Linked DNA regions of Sus scrofa: region 2 is linked to region 1. A link is a contact called in public promoter capture Hi-C data. All regions are on one chromosome and are shown on one strand. Each heading gives the region's core, a stretch centred on a gene start, on an enhancer-like site or on the middle of the called end of the contact. The rest is flanking DNA. Distances are from core to core; before and after follow the strand shown.

Region 1 (7,970 bases), core at 2,076-4,575:
AATTGACTGGAGAGCAAACATGCGCATTCGCTGGGTCCCAGGGGGTGTGATTCAATGAGACGGATCCCCCCACCTCACTGCCTTCTGGGACAGTGACCATCACCTAACATTTTGGGAGGAACAGAAGGAGAGGACAGTCGTCCCCAAGGTCACTGTGACCTGCATAAGGTTCCGGGCGGAAAGCACATTGGCCCCATCTGCTCCCTTCCTGGTTTTTCTCTCTCTCTCTCTCTTTTTTTAAATAAGTGGGCCATACTGACCTCCTGTTTTCAGATGATCCCACTGAATTCCCACCACAGCCCCCAGGGGTAGGTTATCCTTAACCTCATTTTTGCAAAGAGGAAACTGCACCTCCAAGAAGCCAAGAGATTTGCCTGTGATTTGAGGTATAGAGTCCATCTGATTAAATGGTTGTGTTCGTCTCTAGCACACACTCTCTCTCTCTCCCTTTTTCTTCATGCAATAAATTCAGCTTTTGTAGTTCCCATTGTGGATCAGCAGGTTAAGAACCCGACTAGTGTCCATGAGGTTGCAGGTTCAATTCCCGGCCTCGCTCAGTGGGTTAAGGATCTGGCATTGCCGTGAGCTGTGGTGTAGGTCACAGACTCATCTCGGATCCTGCGTGGCTGTGGTGTAGGCTGGCAGCTGTAGCTCCAATTTGACCCCTGGCCTGGGAACCTCCACATGCCATGTGTGCACCCTAAAAAGAGAAAAGAAAAAGAAAATAAACTCACATAAAATTGTATAAAAATAAAATAGAATTTGAGGAATTCGGGCTATACACAATTGTGCAACTGCCTCCACAGTCAAACTAGAGAATGTCTCCACCACTCCAAAAACATTCTCCTGTACCTCTTTGTAGGTTAATTCCTTCCTCCAAGCCCCTTGCAACAGCTAACCTCTTTTCTGTCTCTCTAGTTTTACCTTTTAGGGCATCATACAGATGATACAGATATTCATCCAGAGTATATGAATGCCTGCTACACAGCAGCAATAAGGCAAACCGTCAAAATCAGGCACACAATTTGAACACACACACACACACACACACACACACACACGTACATATATACACTTATAGACAATAAGCACAGAAAAGGCTGTCAACATTATTGGTCTTAGAAATTTAAATTAAAGCCAAAACTCGACACCCGGTCTATGATATTTTTGTTGTAGTGGCCCAAACTAATTAGGACAACATATGATTCTATGAAGTTCTAGAACAGGCAAATAAAAAACAAAATCAAGTCAGAACAGCTGTTTTTGGATTGGGGGATAATATGTGGAAATTTTCTGGAGTGACAAAAGTTTTCTGTACCTTGATAGAAGCATGGGTTACTCCAGGATACATATTTTTTGGGGAACTCATCTAGCTATATACTTAATATCTGTGCATTGCATGGCATGGACCTCAGTTTTAAAAAGACACTGCCCCACTGCTGCCTAGGCCTGGTTTATAACAGCAGCTGGTCTGTAAGAGACAAAGGAGTAACTAACTAAACCAGGAGGAACTCAACCAGTAACTAAGTCAAGTCACCTGACTGATGACTGGCTCCTTGAAGGCCACAGTGTGATCCTGGCATAGACGTGAAAAGCCAGTGTAAATGAGGTTCTGGATTAGAAGCCCGGGGCTTCTTGGAGGCGTGTGCAGAATGGAGAGAAGTGAGCAAAGAAAAGGACAACAAAAAGCTTCAAAATGAGCTTATAAACCCTTGCTCCCAGCTGTGGAAGAAATCAAAAGCTAAGAAAGGCAGCCCATAAAAGCAAAGCTCAGAGCATGAAATCACCCCAAACATAATGAAATTTCTAGAGCAGCCTGACACAGACTTTAAAATAAGCATTCTGGGGAGCTCCTGCCATGGCGCAATGGATTAAGAATCCTACTGCAGCAGCTTGGGTCGCTATAGAAGCATGGGTTCCAACTCCGGCCTGGTGCAGTGGGTTAAAGGATCCAGTGTTGCTGCAACTGCAGTATAGGTTGCAGCTGCAGCTCAGATTCAGTCCCTGGCCCGGACACTTCCATATGCCACGGGTGTGGCCATAAAAAGAAAAAACCTACAATGAGGTACCACCTCACACTTGTCAGAATGGCCATTATTATTTTTGTCTTTTTAGGGCCACTCCCGTGGCATATGGAGGTTCCCAGGCTAGGGGTCTAATCGGAGCTGTTGCTGCCGGCGTGCACCACCGCCACAGCAATGCCAGATCCTTAGCCCACTGAGTGAGGCCAGGGATCGAACCTGCAACCTCATGGTTCCTAGTCAGATTCGTTTCCGCTGCGCCACAATGGGAAGTCCAGAATGGCCGTTGTTAATAAGTCTACAAATAACAAGTGCTGGAGAGGATGCGGAGAAAAGGGAATGCTTCCACACTGTTGGTGGGAACATGTGTTGGTTCAACCACTGTGGGAAACGGTGTGGAGTTTCCTCAGAAAACTAAATATTGAACAAACCCCGTGATCCAGCAATCCCATTCCTGGGTATATATCCAGACAAAACTATAATTCAAAAAGATACATGGGCCCCTATGTTCATTGCAGCACTATTCACAATGGCCAAGACATGGAAGCAACCTAGATGTCCATCAAGAGATAAGTGGATTAGGAAGATGTGGTACATATACAATGGAATACGTCTCAGCCATAAAAAAGAACAAAATAAGGCCATTTGCAGCAACACGGATGCATCTAGAGATTTATCATACTAAGTGAAGTAAAGCAAAAAGACAAAGACCGTGTGATATCACTTAGATGTGGAATCTAAAATATGGCACAAATGAAACTATCTGCAAAAGAAAAACAGACTCACAGACCTAGAGAGCAGACTAGGGGTTGCCAAGGGGGAGGGGGAGTGGGATGGACAGGGAGTTGGGGGTTAGTAGATGCACTCTAGCGTGGATGGGCAACGGGGTCCTACTCCATAGCACGGGGAACTACATCCAGTCTCTCGGGATAGACCACTATGGGAAAGAATGTTAAAAAAGAATGTATATATAAGTATAACTGAGGTACTTTGCTGTCCAGCAGAAATTGGCACAACATTGTAAATGAACGGTATCTGAACTGCAAAGAAATGCACTTAGTGGAAATGTAGGGAGAGGACCTGGGCTCCCTTCACATACAGAGGTTGGATGAGGTCTCACACCAGAGCAAATGTTATTTGGTGCTAACTTCAGAATGGCACGAGGTGGGCTTTGATTTAAACAGGGGCTCTATGGTGGCCCTAAATAAACATGACTCGAATCGATCAGTTTTTTTTTTTTTAGGTTGGGACCTGTGGCATGTGGACGTTTCCCTGCCACGGGTCAAATCGGAACTGCAGCTGCCAGTCCATGCCACAGCCACATGGCATGGCCAGGGATCGAACCTGAGTCCTCACGGATACGGGTCGGGGTCGTTCATGCCGAGCCATGATGGGAACTCCCCAGCCAGAATCTTTTACTTCTTCAAAGAGCTCCTGTTCTTTTATGGGTGGACCCCTCCTTCCACATGGACGAGGAAAGCTCTCTTTGCATGGAGATTCTATAATGGTCCAGACTAGCTCTCCTTCCCAGCCCTGTACCAGCAGTCAGTTTTGAAACACTCACCTTCTAGGTCTTCATCTAAGTTGAAAACGTTGAAAAAGACAAAGACCAGGGGAGACCTCAGCTGGACCCTACGGGAGACTCCGCTCTGCATGGGCTGGAATCTACTGATCAGCACTCTATGGCTCTGGTTCAGCAAAGCAGACACGCTTGTGCTGTTTTACCAGTGTTTTTGTCTTGGCCTCATCTTCCCTGAGGAGTTAAATATTTTCTAGAGCGTCTAACCTGAGAACAGCTGTCACCCTGCTTTCTCTTTGGGGGTGGAAGTAGACGAGAAGTCGATGGATCACAGCAAGCAGAGGGAACACGCCATTACATTTTAACCAGTGTGTAAAGACGGCTCTTAGGTCATCGGCTCTCCGGACCCTTCTCTTCAGAGAATTGTGGTTTATAGCAAATCACTGCTGGGATGAAGCTTTATAGCTTTGCAGTCCTGGTAGCCGCCGTTCTCCTCTGTGAGCAGGATGTCTTCGCGTTTCAGAGGTAACCCTGTCGAACCCTAGATGAGCGGGGTCCTTCCTCCCCCTGCTCATTTGCCCCTCGTGAAACCCATTTTGTCCACTGGCCTGGGGGAGGTCAAGGTCAGGTCTTTCTGAAACATTCCATGTTGCCCTTCCAAATGGGAGATTCAGTGCAATAAGGATCTCACTTAAATCCAGGCTCTTTCTTTTCTTTTCTGGCTCTAGTTTTATTACTGAGAAAACTCTGGATGATATGTATATTCAGTGACTATGAAAATGAAAGAAATAGACTCAATTAAAAAAACTAATTATTTACATGTCAATACCACATGGTTTATATTTCTCCTGTCTTCACCTATATGCTACATGGCTATGGATTATTTACTTTTCTCTTGTACATGCAACGTGGGAGGGGGCAGCGGGCAAAGGTATAGATGGATTGGAAAGGAGGTTTGGGTTGTGTCTGGGTGTTCAGCATGGAATAGAAAGGAAGGATAGCTGTGTTTTAAAGAAGAAACACATGGAATTTCCCATTGTGGCTCAGTGGTTAATGAACCCGACTAGTATCCATGAGGTATCGGGTTCGATCCCTGGCCTCACTCAGTGGGTTAAAGATCCAGCGTTGCCATTGCCGTGAGCTGTGGTGTAGGTTGAGGATGCGAGGGCTTGGACCCCGAGTTGCTGTGGCAGCTCTGATTCGACCCCTAGCCTGGGAACCTCCATCTGCTTCGGGTGCAGACCTAAAAAGACAAAAATTAAAAGTAAAGCAATAAAGAAGACACACATGAACATATCTAATTCTTTTTTTTTTTTTTTCTAATTCTCATTTGTCTCTGGAGAGTGGTTCCCTTAGGCTTTTCTACTATAAGCCACTTGAAAGCACACAAAAGAACTCATGCTCTAGCATATACAAAACTTGATGTAAATAGTTCGTCTGTATTGTATGACCGTAATTGATTAGCTCGTCAATATGGGGGTTTTTCAAAATTGATACTGCTTCCTTTTGGAATGATCTTCTCCCTCCCACACACTTTGTTTTGCTTCTGTGATCTTTTTCTCCTCCAAGTTTCTCTGAGACAGATTCCTTACCCTGTGTCAGGGGGAGGCTAAGAGGGAAAGGACGTATCAGGAGCAGGGAAAATTCCACCAAAGCAACTGAACTGAAAGAGCCGTAAGACAGCATTTAAGAAAATAGAGATTGACGTGTGAGCCGGAAGCTGTGTTTGCACATCATTACTAAGCTAATTATAGTCGGTTGATTCTTTGTTGTTCCAGATGGTCGTCAAGGGTCTAGCCACAAATTCCATCACCATGTGACTAGAATTGACATGGGAATCAAATTGCTAGGATAATTGGTGACTTATGTCTCTATGCATTATCCGTAAATCAGATGGCTATGATTTCTAAGGTTCTTGCGAGTTCTAATATCCTATTACTTGATGACTGGCTGTAATTAAGGGTAAAGGAGAGGGGAGGAGAACAACTGATTTCAATGTGTCTAACCTGGCTACTGTAGACAACGGCAGTGTCATTGCCAGAGAGCGAAGGAGGAGGAAGTGCATGATTATTCAGCAAGGGTGATGTCCCTGGCACTGGGCTAGGCACTTAGGAATGTTCCCCTGTTACATTCTCACAATCCTCCACTCCAGGGATCTTTCCCAACACTTTTCAGAGGAGAAAAATCAGCCTCAGGAAGAATAAATCATTGGCCCCCAAATCAAAGAGTACGTGGAGAGTTTGGATTCAACTCCATTTTTGCCTCACTCCAGCCCTTTTCACAGCACAGCACTGCCTCTAAAAATTACAGAAATTAGGAAGAGATCCAATTTGAAGGGCGGTCAGACTTCATCACAGGGAGTTGGCAGAGAAGGCAGCCAGGCTGGAAGGTAGCCGAGAAGAGAGGCCAGGGCTGGAGGGCCAGGTTCAAGGTCCTCCCCTGTGTATGGCAGGTTCAGAAGGTGGCCTCAGTGCCAGCCAGCCCAAGTATCATCACAGCTGGCTGTGTCCAAGCTTAGTGGGCTCCCCTACAAACCACCATCTGGATCATATAGTGAACCTTAAACTTGATGAGATAACCACTAGCAAGATATACAAAAGCTTGACCATGTGGCTGCAAAAATGAATAAGCTTACAAGAGTTCAGTAGGACTAAACGGTATGCAAATAAAGGAAATGCATGGAAAGAAAATAGTAAAGAAATGAATGAGGACAATTCCCTCATGCTTGACTCTTCTATTTTTGGCTTCAGCATGTACTTTGAAGTCTGTTTGATACCTATTCTTTTTTTTTTTTTTTTGTCTTTTGTCTTTTGTTGTTGTTGTTGTTGCTATTTCTTGGGCCACTCCCGCGGCATATGGAGGTTCCCAGGCTAAGGGTCGAATCGGAGCTGTAGCCACCGGCCTACGCCAGAGCCACAGCAACGCGGGATCCGAGCTGCATCTGCGACCTACAGCACAGCTCACGGCAATGCCGGATCGTTAACCCACTGAGCAAGGGCAGGGACCGAACCCGCAACCTCATGGTTCCTAGTCGGATTCGTTAACCACTGCGCCACGACGGAACTCCTGATACCTATTCTTGAAGAGAGGGATGCGACTGTCTATATTATAGTCAAATCATATCATATTGAAGATATTTCATACTTTGTGCATATCGTGATGATCCCCATGTATTAGGGAGGGGGTACCACAGCTTCGTGGGCAGAAGCAGATCTGATTCCTAGGTCCCATTCCTCCCCTAGAAATAAAATCACAAACTCTTCTTTCTGTGAGTAAAAATAATTTTTTTTTTCCACCAAATGTTTCTGAGCATTGCCTTTCCAGGAATTGCCTATTACTGAAGCTAAAAGAAAAAAATCTAATTTTATTCAGGGTGACAGACGTTGATGAATTATTTTCTGGGGGCAAAAAAGATGACGCCTCCTACAAAGAGCTGAGGGCCTGGCTTTTTCCTAAAGCTGTTCTGTTACTGTTTTCTGTCCTGATCATTTTCCTAATACCTCTTTGTGTTCAGGCACTCTCTTAGTGGCTGATTGATAGGTGCATTTTGATAGATCTCATCCGTAAAAACACCCTGGAACAAGAACAAAACAAGTTTTAAAGGCATAAATACCATATGCCAAAGAGAAAGGCAACCAAAAAAAAAAAAAAAAGTCTCTGTATTCACTTGCTTTTAAAGGCCAAATACCATAAAGGGTAAATGTAAATTACTAGCGAGAATCTTATAAACAGTCACCAATTGCATTGCTCTGATTACCGAAGCGCAGCCAGTCAGCGAGGCTATTTATTTGGAAAGAGGACATGAGAAAAAGTAGGAAGGAGGAAAAGGAATTGGAGGATGGAGGAGGGCTGAGGATAGAGGGCTTTTGAATTAATAGACCAGGAAGTGTTCCTTCTGTTGACTTCATATACTATCAGCCACCTGGAGACAAGCATATTGGCTTTCGCTTAGCTCCCACTGATTATGTATTATTTTCATCTTAGAGAACGGGGTACTAGTGCCTTTAAAATGCTGCAATGCATACAACAAAATGCAGCCTTGGGCTATGTTCCATTGTTCGGAGGCATCTCACCAGCTTTTTAAATTCAAAAATAGTCTTTCAGAGCAAGTGTGAACCGTCCACCAGAGCAGGGGACAGAGCTTGATGAGCATAATCATGTTCTTAGAGGGGAAGCAGCGGAGGAAATGCTGCCTGGGTATTAAAGGCTCAGGAGCCGGGGAGCTGAGGAGCAACCTCAGGTCTGCCATTTATCAGTCATGCGGTCCTAAGCAATCGGAGTCTCTTTGAGCCTCGGTTTCCTTTTTGTTTAAGGTGACTTGTTGTTTCACTGTGCTTGTGCTTTTCACTCTGTTTTTGATGCAGTCTCACCACCCCCATCCCCACCCCAAATAGTTATTGGGTAAATGCTGTAACTCTATCCCTTTAGAG
Region 2 (7,970 bases), core at 3,987-6,486, 690 kb after region 1:
ATGGCTCTGACTTGACCCCTAGCCTGGGGCCTTCCATATGCCAAGGGTGCAGCCCTGAAAAGACCAAAAAAAAAAAAAAAAAAAAAAAACCCAAATCCCAGACTCCAGGTTTTGGAAGAACTTCTGGGTTGGGGAACACAACTATGGGGTGGAAGGGTGGCATATCGCAACTCCACAGTGACGGAAGCTCCTGTATTTGGGGCCCTTCCAGACCTTACTCTAAGGATTTCTTAATCTTGCTCTTCACTTGTACCCTGTAAAATATCTTTTAAAATATCGATGGAATTCCCGTCATGGCTCAGTGGTTAACGAATCCGACTAGGAACCGTGAGGTTGTGGGTTTGATCCCTGGCCTTGCTCAGTGGGTTAAGGATCTGGTGTTGCCATGAGCTGTCGTGTAGGTCACAGACACGGCTCGGATCCTGCATTGCTATGACTGTGGCATAGGCTGGTTGCTACAGCTCTGATTCAACCCCTAGCCTGGGAACCTCCATATGCTGTGGGTGTGGCCCTAGAACAGACAAAAAGATCCAAAAAAAAAAATATATATATATATATAAAAAATTAAAATAAATCAGTAAGAGTAGGAGTTCCCTGGTGGCCTAGAGGTTAAGGGTACAGCATTGTCACTGCTGTGGCGAAGGTTCAATCCCCTGCCTAGGAACTTCTGAATGCCACAGGCACAGCCAAAAATCTAAAAAAAAAAATCAAGCAGCAAGACTAAGCAAACTGTACTCTTGGGTTCTGTGAGCTGTAGCTAACCACTGAACCCAAGGAGCAGGTCATAGGAATCTCCAGTTGGTTACCGTTGCACAGAAGCAGTGGGTAACCTGGAGACCCACTCCTTGCCTTTGGCTTCTGAAGGGGTGGGGGGTGCATCTGAGTTTCCTGATACTGAGCCCTTGACTTGTGGAATCTAGGTAGTTAGTGTCAGGACTGAACTGAACTGCAGGATATCCAGTTGGTGTTGGAAACTTTATCCATATGGGAAAAAAATGGACACATCTGTCATCAGAAGGCCTGTGTATGAGGGTGAAGGAAAACAGTGTGTTTCCCCTAGACACCTTCACAGAATTGTGATGGGAAAGACTTCTTGGAAGTATATTTCCTCAACAACAGAGAACTATTTGTTTCAAATCTAATTCTCGTCATTTTTGGACAGTTTTTGAGAATGGTATCAACATCTGTATCAATACTAAAGGGTATACAATATGGGATAGGGCAAAAATGGACCAAAAAATTATATGTTCATTTATATATATATTTCTATAAACATATTTATATTGCAGATATGACATGTATAATATATATATATTTTTATAATCTATTTTACATTTAGAACATTTTATATAATATATATTTCAGGTTAAAAATTTTAAATATATATTGTATATTTACATCACATATATTCCTATATACATTTCTATAGTTTTTTTTTTTTTTAAGGGTCGAACCTGTGGCATATGGAAGTTCCTAGGCTAGAGGCTGAATCAGAGCTGCAGCTCCCGGCCTACACCACAGCCACAACAATACGGGATCCGAGTCTTGTCTGTGACCGACGCCGCAGCTCACGGCAAGGCCAGATCCTTAACCCACTGAGCAAGACTAGGGATCAAACCCGAATCCTCATGGATGTCAGTCGGGTTCTTAACCTGCTAAGCCACAATAAGAACTCCACATTTCTATAATTTTAGATCTTGGGCTTTTGAATACATTTTTACACAACTGATATTTCAAACAATTAAATTGCACTAAAAGCAGTTATAGATGACTATGCCTTAATATGCCCTATGAGCGCTAAAGAAAAAAATGAATTCCTTTTCATAGTTAACATTCCAGTGACCCCAGCAAAAGCAGCCTTGAGAAGTAACTGTTGCCATGCCAGCAACTTCATAAAGAGATCTACTGTTTTCTTCTCTATTTGTCTCAACTATGTGATAAATCTGAAAAATGAATTAGTCCAATTAAATACTGCCTTCGAAACACCCTGTTTTGGTTTTTCACTTTTTTTCATTGCTGCCCATATCCTAACTACAAGTGTTGGGTTAATTCATTCTAAAAAGCTTGAATTCCAGTCTCAGAATTCAAAGTATCTAGCTATATTTAACCATTTATTTGTTTGTTTATTCAACCAAAAGAACCTCATTGAGAGCCAGAAGTCCATTTTAAAGCTGGATCCTTCCCGTCTGCTTTCCACTGGCTGTTTTCCATTGGGCAAATCACTTGCCCTATCTGTGCCAAGCATAAAATTATGGGAAGAAACCCAAACAAAAAAGCTTTTTTTTCTTCTGTTTTTTAAAGTTTCATTGAAGAATAAAAGCGTTTTTTTCTTTTTTCTTTTTAGGACTGCACCTGCGGCATATGGACGTTGCCAGGCTTGGGGTCAAATCAGATGTGCAGCTGCCAGCCTATGCCACAGCCACAGCCATGCCAGATTCTTAACTCACTGAACAAGGCCAGGAATGGAACTCGCATCCTCATCGTTCTTAAGCCACTGAGCCCCAATGGGAACTCCTAAAAGTTTCTTAAAAGATCCAAAAATGAGAAAAATAAGGACAATGTAATGAATTTTTCACAGAATTAAATGTATTCAATTTAGATTACCCATATTTACAGATTATGTCCTTTCATGAAACAGAAATTATAGACCAAAGTTATGTTTAATTAATTTATTTTGGCCACATTCGTGGCATGTGGAATTTCAGAATATTTATTTTTAAAAATTTATTTATATTTATTATTATTTTTGCTTTTTAGGGCCACACCAATAGCATATGGAGGTTCCCAGGCTAAGGGTCTAATCAGAGCTGTAGCCACTGGCAGCAGCCACACCAACACCAGATCCGAGCTGGGTCTGCGACCTACACCACAGCTCATGGCAATGCCAGATCCCTGACTGAGGGAGGCAAGGGATCGAACCTGCACCCTCGGATTCATATCTGATGCACCAGAACAGGAATGCCAGTGGTAGATCCTTTAAGCCACTGTGCAGGGCCAGGGATGGAGCAAGACTAGGGATCAAACCCGAATCCTCATGGATGTTAGCCGGGTTCCATACCTCTGCTGAGACTGGAATTGCTGCAGTTGGACTCTTAACCTACTTTACCACAGCAGGAACTCCCCCCTAAACCTTTTAACTCAACAAAATTCCATTTTATACTTAGGCTTAGGGAGGCTGACTTTCTCAAGGTCACAGAACTAGTACCAGATAAACCCAAGATTTCAACCTAGGCTGCTTTTTTTTTTTTTTTTTTTTTTTGTTGTTGTTGTTGTTGCTTTTTAGGGCCACACCCACGGCATATGGAGGTTCCCAGGCCAGGGGTCTAATCGGAGCTGTCGCTGCCCACCTATACCACAGCCACAGCAGCGCCAGATCCTTAACCCACTGAGTGAACCCGCGACCTCATGGTTCCTAATCAGATTCATTTCCACTGCGCCACGATGGGAACTCCAAACCTAGGGTGCTTTGATTTTAACTTTAGTACTCTCTTTCACAGGGCTGTTTATAAAACTTGAGAAAAAGTTTTGACTGAACAAACCTGGAGAAAAGTAGCAGCAATAACGTTTGACAGTAATGTATGGGTGATGGGAATATTTCTGAATAATTGGAAAATGTTGAAGTTGAGGAAAATCATTAAATTGTGATATGCCTGGGATAATAATCTGTTCCACTCCCACATCCAGAAACCACCTGGTGGACCACCTCTCAGAAGATATCCACTTGCTTTCAGATCCCCTTCATCCCACTTTCAGCTTCCTCGCAGTTACCCAGTGTCTCCTAGGGTGTCCAGTGCAGCCCTAGACGTCATCTCCCAAGAGGGTCCCATTTCCTGGCTCTTTTGCATTATGATTCTTCCATCATCTCAATTCAGTGTCCTGTGCCCTGTTCCTTCACAGGGGGTGCCCTGTCTTACCCTGGGGAATGCTTTATTGTTGAATCAGGGAAAAACCATTAATGTGCTATAATTGGCCAATTCTTTGATTTACTAGAACAAAATTTTCTGTGAGGGTAGGACTGGATTTAACCTGTTCACAGTTGAGACCTCTGAGCAAAACCCCCCGCTAAGGACAGAGTGGAGCACAAATACATTCGTGGTATGGAACAAGTTCTCCGGTTGCATACTGGCATAAATCTTTGCCTGAAAGGGCATTTTTAAAGTATCTCATAATTAGGTCCAAAGTCCAAATAAAACTTGGGCAGGTGGGGAGCTCCTTTTCCTTTTAATGTTTAACCCTCTGGCACCTGGCATATAATTTCGATCTTAAAGTGACAACATACCCTCTTTTTCAAACGACCTAATTCAAGACCAAGTGCAAACAGAAAAGGTGAAGATTCTAAACCTGTGTTAGGAACCGCAAACTTTCACATACAGGACCAAGCCGAGAGATGGGAAAACTGTGTAAACTCCCGCGACACTTTCCTCCCCCCTCAAGTCTTTTCCTACACACATCCCCCACGATTATTCCGAAGGGGCAGGAGGGACGACCTGGGTCCCACAACCCGGACTCAGCCCTGCCCCCACAAAAGCGTCCGAAAACTCGATGTAGGGGGAGAGCCCTAGGAGAAAACGCTGAAAAGTTCTCCGAGACCCCAGAACTCACAGGAGGCGGGTCATAAACCCAGCCCCCCTGCCATCATCCCCGGGGACAGAGTCGCGGTCTCCCAAAGCCTCAAAGGGACCCTACGTAAATGCAAAGTCCTTCCCAACAGCTGACACTTTGGTTCCCAGAAAGGGTGGGAGCTTGCGCCGGGCGAGGCCTGAGGCGGAAACTTGAAGCCCCACCCAGACCCAGCACCTTCGAGGGCAACCCTGGCGTAGGGAGGGGCAGAGCCCCAGGCACCACTTCCACCACTCAGCGCCCGGAAGCCCTTCCCTCCTCGCAGCCCCCCGCACGCTCCTCCCCCCACCCGCTCCCGCATTTCCCTCTGCCCCGCCCCCCGCCGCACCTCCTTCCCTGCGTCGCCCATCCTTGTCCCTCCCGACTTCTCCCCCCTAGGAAGCCCCGAGGGCCCAGCGTGGGGCACGGCTTTGCAGCCCAAGGCCAAGTCCCCGGATGTCCTCCTCCCCTCCCCACCCCCGGCTCGCGCTGTGGCCCCACCCCACGCGCCGCTCTGCGTGCCACGTCACCGCTTACGGCGCTTCCGGAGGCGCAGCGGGCGATGACGTAGGGGGACGTGCCCTCTATATGAGGTTGGGGAGCGGCAGAGTCGGCCTTTTCCGCCCGCTCCCCCCTCCCCCCGAGCGCCGCTCCGGCTGCACCGCGCTCGCTCTGAGCTCCCGGTTCCTGCTAAGCTAGCGCCGCCGTCGTCTCCCTCCAGCCGCCATCATGATCATCTACCGGGACCTCATCAGCCGTGAGTGGGGACTGCACTCTTCCCCACTGCCGCGCGAAGGGGATGGGGGTCTGGTGGGGGGCGGGGAGACGGCCGCCGCCGCCGCCGCCGCCGTCCTGGGCCTGGGGGACGCCGGCGCCCTCCCGGGAGCGAGGAAGGTCGGTGCTTGGCGCGCGCCCTGGGGTTTCGAGCGCCGGGGAAGGGCGGGGGTCGCGTGCGGCGGGCGGGGCGGCGCGGGAAATGGCGCCGGCTCGGGCTTCAGGCGCACGGTTGACTGGCGGGTTTGTGTTCTCGGGCAGATGATGAGATGTTTTCCGACATCTACAAGATCCGGGAGATCGCGGACGGGCTGTGTCTGGAGGTGGAGGGGAAGGTGAGTCGGGCCGGGTCGCGGCGAGGAGGAGGCAAGGCCAGGCAGGCTCGGGTTTCCGCCGCTCCCCCGCCCGAGGTTGTGCAATCCTCTCCGTTGCCTCCTGGCGGAGGAGACGCTCTTTCCGGGCTCGGGTTTTTCTAGAAAAGTGGAGGCGGAGCTGAGTCTGGAAATAGGTCCGCCACTTGGGCGCCCATCCTCCCAGGCGGTCCCGGACAGGTTGTCTCCTGTTTGGGAGCCCGAAGCCCTCAGCGGTTGCCCTTTTCAACCCGACTGTCCACGCAAAACTTCCACTCGTTGTAAACAACCCCCTTCTCGTGCTGGTCAACAAAGAATTGTTAGGGTGTTTTAGGAAATCGAGGGGTCATAAATTTTTTCCCCATGTTTTCAGCAAGAAACAAGAATCTTTAGTGGAAGGCTGATGGGATGTATGAGCTGCTTAAATTGTTTTGATGCCTTTGTGGTAAGGTCGAGGATGTGTTAGCAACTAAACTTTTCCTTAACGCAGATGGTCAGTAGGACAGAGGGTAACATTGATGACTCGCTCATTGGTGGAAATGCCTCCGCTGAAGGGCCCGAGGGCGAAGGTACCGAAAGCACAGTAATCACTGGTGTCGATATTGTCATGAACCATCACCTGCAGGAAACCAGCTTCACAAAGGAAGCCTACAAGAAGTACATCAAAGATTATATGAAGTCGTAAGTGATCTTGGCACATTCCGTTGATGTCTGGAATCCTGTAGGATTTAGGGATCTTCTAACTATGGAGATTTTTTTAGCAAGCAGGCATGGTTGTCAAATACTTTATTAATGAGCTCAGAAGGGTGGTTGCTTTTCTATCAAATATGAGCATAACAGGTGCATACAGGTCTGGCTTTACCTTTTCAGAACAGCACTTTGGAAAGAAGCTGACAGGAAATTCAAAGTTGTGAACAGTCATAAAACATCCCTCCTGTGAGCTAGGAATTTCTTGATTGTGCTCAGTGATAGCTAGTTGCTAGTTTCAGTTTGGAGTTTTTGGAGAAAATTTCTTTTGCTCAGAGCTCTGTAACGAACTTAACCTATCAATAAAATACTTGTTTTAGAATCAAAGGGAAACTCGAAGAACAGAGACCAGAAAGAGTAAAACCTTTTATGACAGGAGCTGCAGAACAAATCAAGCACATCCTTGCTAATTTCAAAAACTATCAGGTAAACAAATGTGTGGATTAAAGGGCTATAGAGTTTAACTTAGAGCAAAAAATGAGTTTGAATGTCTGATGTAATTTAATTGTGGGTATTTTCTTAGCCTTTTGAGCAATTAATACTTGATATATTCAACGCCAGTAGTCTAGCTGGAGAGGGTAGCCTTCCCTACTCCTTCCCCAGATGGCATCTCCCAGTTCTTTCTCTAGAATTGCTCAGTTTGACCCCTAAGTGGTTTTCCACTTTGCTTTCTTTTTACAGTTCCATTGGGTCTCATTGCCACTGGAGCTCTTTCTGATGTGAGCTTGTACTGTTGAGGAACGTAAAGAATTCCCTTACCGCCAAGCGAAAGTTTTGCTGTTTTCACACATCCTGTGTGTGACCCTAACTTTCTTTTCATAGGGTGTGCATGCTCTCATTGCTAGCCTTACTACATTCCCTGTGGTTGACTGTAAACAGGCTTCTTTGTAGGGCTTGGAATTGGCTGTGTGGGGATGAGAAAGCCTAAAGTTTCTAGAGTGCTCTGTACTCTTTATTTTGGCTCTTTTAGTACTTTGGGTGAACAGATTGATTAGTGAGCATTTCTCTTAGGCATCAAATCAGAGCCTCTGGTTGCTGAGAGTCTCGATTAAATAGTGGTGTTCTGAATCATTCTTTGATTTGTTTTGATACAGCACATTTGTATAATCTAATTCTGGATATTTGTTTGCTTCCTAAGTTCTTTATTGGTGAAAACATGAATCCAGACGGCATGGTTGCTCTGCTGGACTACCGTGAGGATGGTGTGACTCCATATATGATTTTCTTTAAGGATGGCTTAGAAATGGAAAAATGTGTAAGTACAAAGAAGTGGGTTGAAATCAGTAATGTAAAAATGGAGAGTGTGGGCATAATCCCTTGTTTCATGCCACTGGGACAGTTAGAATGGGTTCTGCAGCAGTCCTTTGAAAATGAGGGTGCAGGTCTTTTTTCTTGGGGATCTAAAGAATGTTGTGATTCACATGTAAAGGATTTTTATGGTATAGAAAAGCTTAGAATGGATCTGCAGGAAACTTAGCATAGATGACATTATAAATAGCT

The links. Promoter capture Hi-C pulls out the DNA fragments that hold promoters and counts their contacts.
Region 2: a contact with region 1 is called in a promoter capture Hi-C map of liver, with 4 times the contacts expected there. The contact joins the promoter of TPT1 here to the promoter of CPB2 in region 1. A contact is called at or near these places in 1 of 5 promoter capture datasets (liver) and 2 of 47 Hi-C or Micro-C datasets (both in liver).

The regions. Positions count from the first base shown.
Region 1 is chr11:21,231,122-21,239,091 of Sscrofa11.1, forward strand. CPB2 (carboxypeptidase B2) reads left to right here and starts at 3,326. Exons shown (of 11, transcript XM_001929146.4): 1 at 3,326-4,065. The coding sequence starts at 3,992.
Region 2 is chr11:21,924,058-21,932,027 of Sscrofa11.1, forward strand. It overlaps TPT1 (tumor protein, translationally-controlled 1), which reads left to right and starts at 5,237. Exons shown (of 6, transcript NM_214373.1): 1 at 5,237-5,356; 2 at 5,635-5,708; 3 at 6,214-6,404; 4 at 6,791-6,896; 5 at 7,609-7,725. The coding sequence starts at 5,329.